Linked DNA regions of Mus musculus: region 2 is linked to region 1. A link is a contact called in public Hi-C data. All regions are on one chromosome and are shown on one strand. Each heading gives the region's core, a stretch centred on a gene start, on an enhancer-like site or on the middle of the called end of the contact. The rest is flanking DNA. Distances are from core to core; before and after follow the strand shown.

Region 1 (3,410 bases), core at 535-3,034:
CCATCACAGGTAAACCTTATATATATAATGGCGCCACAGGCAAGCTTGTGGCAGGCCACAACCCCCAGGGTGGGCTTTCAATTGCTCTGCCTCCAGCAGGGCTCCTCTGAGATAGCAACTACAGGAAGAACAACAAAAGGCAGTCATTTCTAAACAAGCTCTGTCACCTTGTTGTCACATTATGACAACAGCTTCTCCCTCCTCACAGCCCAGTCCTGTCTGTAGCTTGATTTTCCCAGTTCTCCACTCCCATCCCTCTAGGTCTGCCTTCTTATGACTTTATCCTAAAATAAATACATTTTACTTAGAGCAGAGGTTCTCAGGCCATGGGTGGAGACCCCTAGGGGTGGTATAAATGACCTTTTCATAGGGGTCTCATATCAGATATCTTGCATATTTGATATTTACATAATGACTCTTAACAGTAGCAAAATTACAGTTATGAAGTAGCAACAAAAATAATTTTTATGATTGGAGGTCACCACAGCATGAGGAACTGAATCAGGTCACAGCATTAGGAAGTTTGAGAACCACTGATTTGGAGTGTATACAGCGTGTACGATGGCTTCACAGCCTGCCCGAGATACCTTGTAAGTGTGGATTACGGTTATTCAACTCAGAAGCAAGCACCTTTACTGGCTGAACCATTTTTGTTTGTGTGTCTGTCTGTTAGTTTTGTTTTTTCCAGACAGGGTTTTTATGGGTCTCCCTGGCTGTCCCAGAACTACCTCTGAAGGACATCTTACCTTGAAACTCTGGCATCTGCCTGCCCCTGCCTCCCAGTGTTGGTATAAAGGTGTGCGCCACCGTGCTGGGTTGAATGAGCCATCTTTTAGGCAAAGCCTGACCGTGTGTGCTTTTTCGAACAAACGCCTTCAGCGTCTCATGTTTTCCAGCACATCTTGTTTGCAGGGATCATCCATACAGGTAGTCGGAGAGGTCTCTGAGTCAGGGATTCAAAGTCATTCCTGGCTGGCCCCTTGGGTTTATTGCCTACAAATCTGCTCACTTGTCTTGCTCTTGAGAGTGTTGGGTGGTGAGAAAGTGTGATTGGGTGAGAAGACTGGTCACCATCTGCCCTCTGCTGGCCCGTGGTAGTATTAAGCGCACTGCCCACTCGCTAAAGTGTCTGATAGATGACTGAGCAGGTTTGCAATAGCACTGAGCGTATGAAGGTGGTCCGTTCTTAAAGGCGTTCAAGCTCGGTTGAAGCTGGGTGGTGTAACGGTGGTAGATCTCTTTGCGTGTACCACCGAGTTTTGATGTCAGTATGCAAAAACAAACAAGACTGACATTAACTGAGCAAATAAGACATTCCAACTGTGAGCATATAGGTAGTTAGACCTCGGCTAGAAAGGGGGTGTGGAGGATCAAGAAACGCTGTTCCCGGGATGGGAAATACAAGCGCCAAGCCCTCGACAAAGATATTCGTGTTCTCCGTCAAATCTTACAAGTAGCTTTCCTCTGGTATCCGTGGGAGATTCGCTCAAGGTCACAGAGGCAGGTAGTAAGGAACAGGACGTAGGTAGACGCGGTTCTAAAGTCCGTACGTCTTTCGTGCTCCTGTCGTGACAGCTGGTGTGGCCACGGGTGTGGCTGGGAACGAGTCAGAGCCCCGAAGTCTGTTGCTCCCCATAGGAAAAAGGGCGCCCTGGAGTGGGACCACGGGACGGGGGCGGGGTCTTCTCGAAGTGAAGGGTGGAGCCTGGACTGACCGGGAACAGTGAGAGCCGCACCTGGTTGGTGGAAGGAGTGGAGACCGGATCTCACCGGGTCTCAGAGAAAGCGGAAGTGCCGGGACCTGGACCCTTACCTGTGGAACCTCTGCGTACAGGTAGAGGCGGCGTTTCTGGGTCTCAGTGGTCCTCGGGAGGGAAGTTTCAACGTAGAAACCTAGCCCATAGGAAAACAAAATATGTTTTTCTTCCACTCTGTTCTATCTCATTTTCACGTCAAGGGACAGAGACCACAGGGAGCTAGGGAAAGAGTAGGGGAAGGCTGGCTTCACTTCCTGCCCCTTCCCCTGCGAGCTCCCTGGATAGCCAGGACTAGGAAGCTAGAGAGGAATGCCAGAACCTTTTAGAGAGGCTTCCCAAGACTGGCGGCGTGTCCTTGGTAATAAGAGTCCTCAGTTGCAAAGAGTGTCCCTGGCCCTTGTCTGGCCTGTCTTGCCTGTCAATGAGGGGAACTGAAGCGGCAGTTTCCCAATGCTGGGGAATTGTAACTTAGCGGTAGACCGCTTCCCTGGTATAAGGGCCCCTCCTTATACCCCTACTCTCTTTGGTGGCAGTTGGAAAGTCATCCCCACTCCATAACTCCCCCATCTCAATATCTGGGGTCCCAAGAGTCCAGAGGACCTTGGTTTGGCTTCCCTGTGGTAGAGACAAGCTAGCCCTAGAACTTTGAGGATATATCTAGCCTGGCTTGAACAAGGTACTCCACAAAGCCTGGAGTTCACCTTTCTATTTTGTAAATAGTGAGGTTCCCACTGGTCATGGTGTTGGGTGGCAGCCTACTGTGTCTAAACTGTTAACTGCAAGTAGAGACTGGCCTACTGCACAGCCCACAGCCTGAGTGAGTGTGGAAAAGTCACGATGCTGGTGTCTCTGCTAGATGTCACACACAGGCATAACACCTACTGTACAACAGGGCTGTATCCAAATTATCTCAGCGGGTACTCATCCCTGCCTGATACTATCTCCACTTAAAGAAGCTGGAACGAAGGCTCAGATAAATAGGGACTGGAGAGATGGCTCAGAGTTAAGAGCACTGGTTGCTCTTCTAGAGAACCCGGGTTCAATTCCCAGCAACCACATGGCAGCTCACATCTGTAATTCCAGTTCTGGGGTCTGACACCCTCACATAGACATAGATGCAGGCAAAGCACCAATGCACAGAAAAAAAATTAAAACAAAAATACTTAAAAAGAAAACCTCAGATAAATGAAGCATTTTGCCCTGGGAAGGGGCAAAGTATAGATTAGAACTCAGCCACTGTGGTGTTCTTACCCACAGTGCTTTGCTGCCATCAATAATCTGAGTCTCTAGTACTTAGCCTAAACAGTAGGACAGTCATGGAAGAAAAAAGTCAAAAAGGTTTCCTTAGGGGTGTTTGTGGGGTAGGGGTAGGATTTTACTTAGAGGTACCCGAAGCCCAAGAGAGTGGGAGTCTAGGTGAGATGAGTCTGACTTAAGGCCTATATTACAAGGGAAACTGAGAACCCGTGAATGAACCCGAATAATTCTGGTGACATCATCCCATGTAGCCACCTCTGCCATCCAGCTCCTTTTGCTTGGGTTAGTGACACTCCACTGGGGATGGTTTTTCTCCCAAGGAGACATTTGATTTTGTTTGCAGTGCTGTGGATTGAGCCTAGGGCCTTGCATAGGAAAGACAGGTCCTTTCCCATT
Region 2 (3,410 bases), core at 355-2,854, 53 kb after region 1:
GTTTGTGTCTTGATATAAATCATGTTTGCGTATGGCTCTGCAGCTGTAGTGCCTGGGTCACCTGTGCCCCCCCTCTCTATACATCGATCATGTTAGTATGTAGTTTTGAGGTTTGTTATCTATCTAACACATCTATACCTAAACATGTTAGGGTGGGTGACTTCATATATGTCACATGTGTGTTATGGGAGTTCCCTGGCTCCGGGCTTCACTTCTCCCACATCCCACCCACTCCGATGGGGAGACTGCTGCCAGGGCCTCTGCAGTAGGCAAGGCCACTTTAAGCAATCCTTTCCTCTCTTCCACCTCCAGCTTCCACCTCAGTATTTGTGAACAATCTGGTCCCTATCAACTCTAGGAGGAAGACAGGTCTGTACATCTTGGTCTAGCCCATAGAGGTTTCAAAAGTTCCTTGGTCTCCAGCCAAAGTTTTTACAAAAAAGCCTCATGGGGAACAGACTAATAGGGAGGTAGGGATCCTGCCTGGGAGACTCAGGACTCCTGCTCTAAGGCAAGATTGAATGGGAATATCAGTGCTGAGCCCCAGCCAGGGAGAGGGCCCTGCAGTCTAAGGTTGAGCCTAGCCTGGAGACCTCCTACCCCAACAAGGGGAGCACAGCAACTCATGGTTCCATGGTGGGGCAACGGAGCTGGAGGGGCCTTCTTCATTAAACAGACACAGGAGAAGAGGCCCAGGCCATGTGGCATCTCAGCATCCATCAGCCTGTGCTGAGAGCATCCTGGAGTCAGCCCCAATTGTAAGCAGCTGGTAGTTTCCTGTGGCTTTCTAGTAGCAGGCTCTGAGCCTCTTCCTCTGGTCTGAAGGGAACAAAAGCCCCCCCAGGTCCCTGAAATAGCGAAGTCAGGGGTTTCCCAGCACCTAAGTAGTGCTGGGGGTGTTGGGGTCATTTCTCCCAATCCCACAGAGGCACAGAGAAAAGTCTGTGATGCTCCTGCCTATACCATGATGAAGGTCTTCCTCTGTGTTCCCACAGGGTTTTATTCCAGAGTCCCAAGGGGTTCAAGCAAAAATTGTCCAAGGGTGTAAGAATTCTTCCTGAATAGTAGGTAGTTCAGACAACAGGGGCCATGTTTTACTGGCCTGTGGATGAGAGCATTTATAAGAGTTACCATATCCATGTAAGAAGGGTGGCTTTTGGGGTCCCAGGGATGAGAGCTGGGAAGTTGGCCCAGATTAGGAGGGGATTCCTGGATGCTGGAAATACATATAGGATCCAAAAGATGCTGAGACCTTGTGTCCAATCCCTGCGGATTCCTACTTCTCCCTCCCTCCCTCCTTGGCCATCTGGGCTTTGCTGTCTGGAAAGTCTGAAATCGAGTGGAAAAGCCTGGGTCAGAGCTGAAGCGGGGGCGGGAAGGGCATGATGGGAGTGGTGTCTAGGCAGCTCCAGCTGTCTTGGTCCATCACACCACGGGCATGCTGGGGATTGCTCTCCCTTTCCTCTGGCCACTGCTCCCAGTATTCAGACCTGCAGGGGGCTATAGAGAGTGTCACTTTTGGCAATCATTAAGGGTCTGGGAGCCCAGAGACACTGGGAGAAAACCGAGGTTATCTGAAGGGTGTTGTTGCTACAGTCACAGGCACTCCAACAGGGCCTGAGTAGGGGCCCAAGGACACATTACTCAGGGGACTTTCTTAAGCTACTTGTCTGGCCTCAGTGTTGCATTGAAACCTCCAGATAAGCCTGCTGCTTTTAAAGCCAGGGCATGGGAGTCACCTCCCTCCACACGGAATCTGCTTCTGTATCTCCTGTTACCTTCGGATTGTATCAGGAACCTGTCGGCACCCACGGGTCTGTAATCGCTCACACTGAGCTCTGTGAGCGAGGCTCAGCCTGCAGCCAGATACTTGTCTGCTTCAAGTAAAATAACTCAGTGTGAAAATAACTGATGGCAGACACTTAAGAGTCAGGGAATCGAGCGTGTTCGGGGCTTGAGAAGGCAACCGTTGTGAGGCCCTATGTGTACAGCCTTGTCACGGCAGGAAGACACTGTTCCACAGCAAATCTCCTCATGGCTGGGGGAGGCACTTACAAAGCCCCACCCCTAGCAGAGGCACTCACTACTGATAGCTTCGAGGGGCAGAAGATCAGTTTTCTTCAGGGATGCGGCTACTGGGAAGTTGTCCATACTCCAATGGATGGCCCCATATCCACACACACACTAGAAACACTTATGGATCCAGCAGACTAACAGAAGAGACTACGGAGATGGGAGGAAGATGTGGTGTGGGAAGGAGTCTGGGAGAAGTTGGAGGGGTTGTAGGAGGGTAACTATGAACAAAATACATCGTGTAAATGCAGGGCATTCTCAAAGAATAAATAAAATACATTTTAAAATATCAAGGATAAGGGAACATCTGCGTTTCCATGCTCTGTGGAATGAGGGATGGACCAGCACAGAGCTCACATCCCTGTAAGGCAGACACCAGCTACTGAGGTACCATGCGTTTCCATGCTCTGTGGAATGAGGGATGAACCAGCACAGAGCTCACATCCCTGTAAGGCAGACACCAGCTACTGAGGTACCAGCTAAGTAGCCACGTGCCAAGCTTCTGATCTCCATCACCTCCTGCCACCTTAAGCCTCCACGTCATCCAGGTGTGTCATCCTGAGTAGTAGGAGCCCTGAGAAGTAGACATCCAAGTTCACAAACACTGCTGTGCCTAGGGCAGCGGTTCTCAACCTGTGGGTCACAACCCCTTTGACTAACCTCGACCTCCAAAAGTACCTTACGATTCATAATAGGAGCAAGATTGCAGTTATGAAGTTGCAATAAAAACAATTTTATGGTCAAGGGTCGCCACAACATGTGGAACTGTTACTAAAGGGTTTGCAGCATTAGGAAGGTTGGGAACTGGGGCTGGAGGGATGGCTCACAATCATCTGTAATGAGATCTGATGCCCTCTTGTGGTGTATCTGAAGACAGCTACAGTGTACTCACATACATAAAATAAATAATCTTTTTTGAAAAAAAGGAAGGTTGAGAACCACTCACCTAGAGTGGAGTGCCTGTGGGTTGTGGGAAGTTCCTTGGATGGACAGCCCTGTTTCTCAGCTCCTGTGGGGGCAGCTGTTCAGACAGAGGTGGAAGTCCACAGCTCTCCACTTCGTCCTTTGTGCCTAGGATAGCAAGCCCCGGCTACATCCTTAAAAGGGGCCTTCAAGCACTCTCTTCCTTCATGCATCTGCTCTGGGTGCCCACAAGAATGCAGCTGTTTGCAAGTCAGTAAGTGTTCAGCAGAAACAGATGGACACGTCAGAACCCCGATCTTGGACTCCTGACCTCTCGATGGTGGGAAAAAAAGTTTATACTTCCCAGACTACGCGACTCTGTCATGGTAGCTCAAACAGACTAATACAAATCCTTCTATAATTTTGCCCAGTCG

What was found. A called contact is a pair of places that touch in the nucleus more often than the background predicts.
Region 2: a contact with region 1 is called in a Hi-C map of muscle stem cells, with 3 times the contacts expected there. The contact joins the enhancer-like site here to the promoter of Lpin3 in region 1. A contact is called at or near these places in 1 of 39 promoter capture datasets (macrophages), 1 of 15 datasets of contacts at CTCF or cohesin (the NIH/3T3 cell line), 20 of 484 Hi-C or Micro-C datasets (the C2C12 cell line, the G1E-ER4 cell line, the HL-1 cell line and 13 more), 1 of 115 datasets of contacts at active chromatin or transcription factors (embryonic stem cells) and 1 of 9 other capture datasets (pancreatic islet).

Annotation. Positions count from the first base shown.
Region 1 is chr2:160,886,384-160,889,793 of GRCm38.p6, forward strand. It overlaps Lpin3 (lipin 3), which reads left to right and starts at 1,785. Exons shown (of 20, transcript NM_001199118.1): 1 at 1,785-1,834.
Region 2 is chr2:160,939,702-160,943,111 of GRCm38.p6, forward strand. No RefSeq gene overlaps it. Among named protein-coding and RNA genes, the nearest start is that of Emilin3, 29 kb to the left of the region's middle. Within about 2 kb of position 1,605, at least 24 of the 459 cell types and tissues checked have an H3K27ac peak or open chromatin away from gene starts, as enhancers often do. A contact at or near this core is called in the C2C12 cell line, Sertoli cells, cerebellum and 2 more, where this site is marked.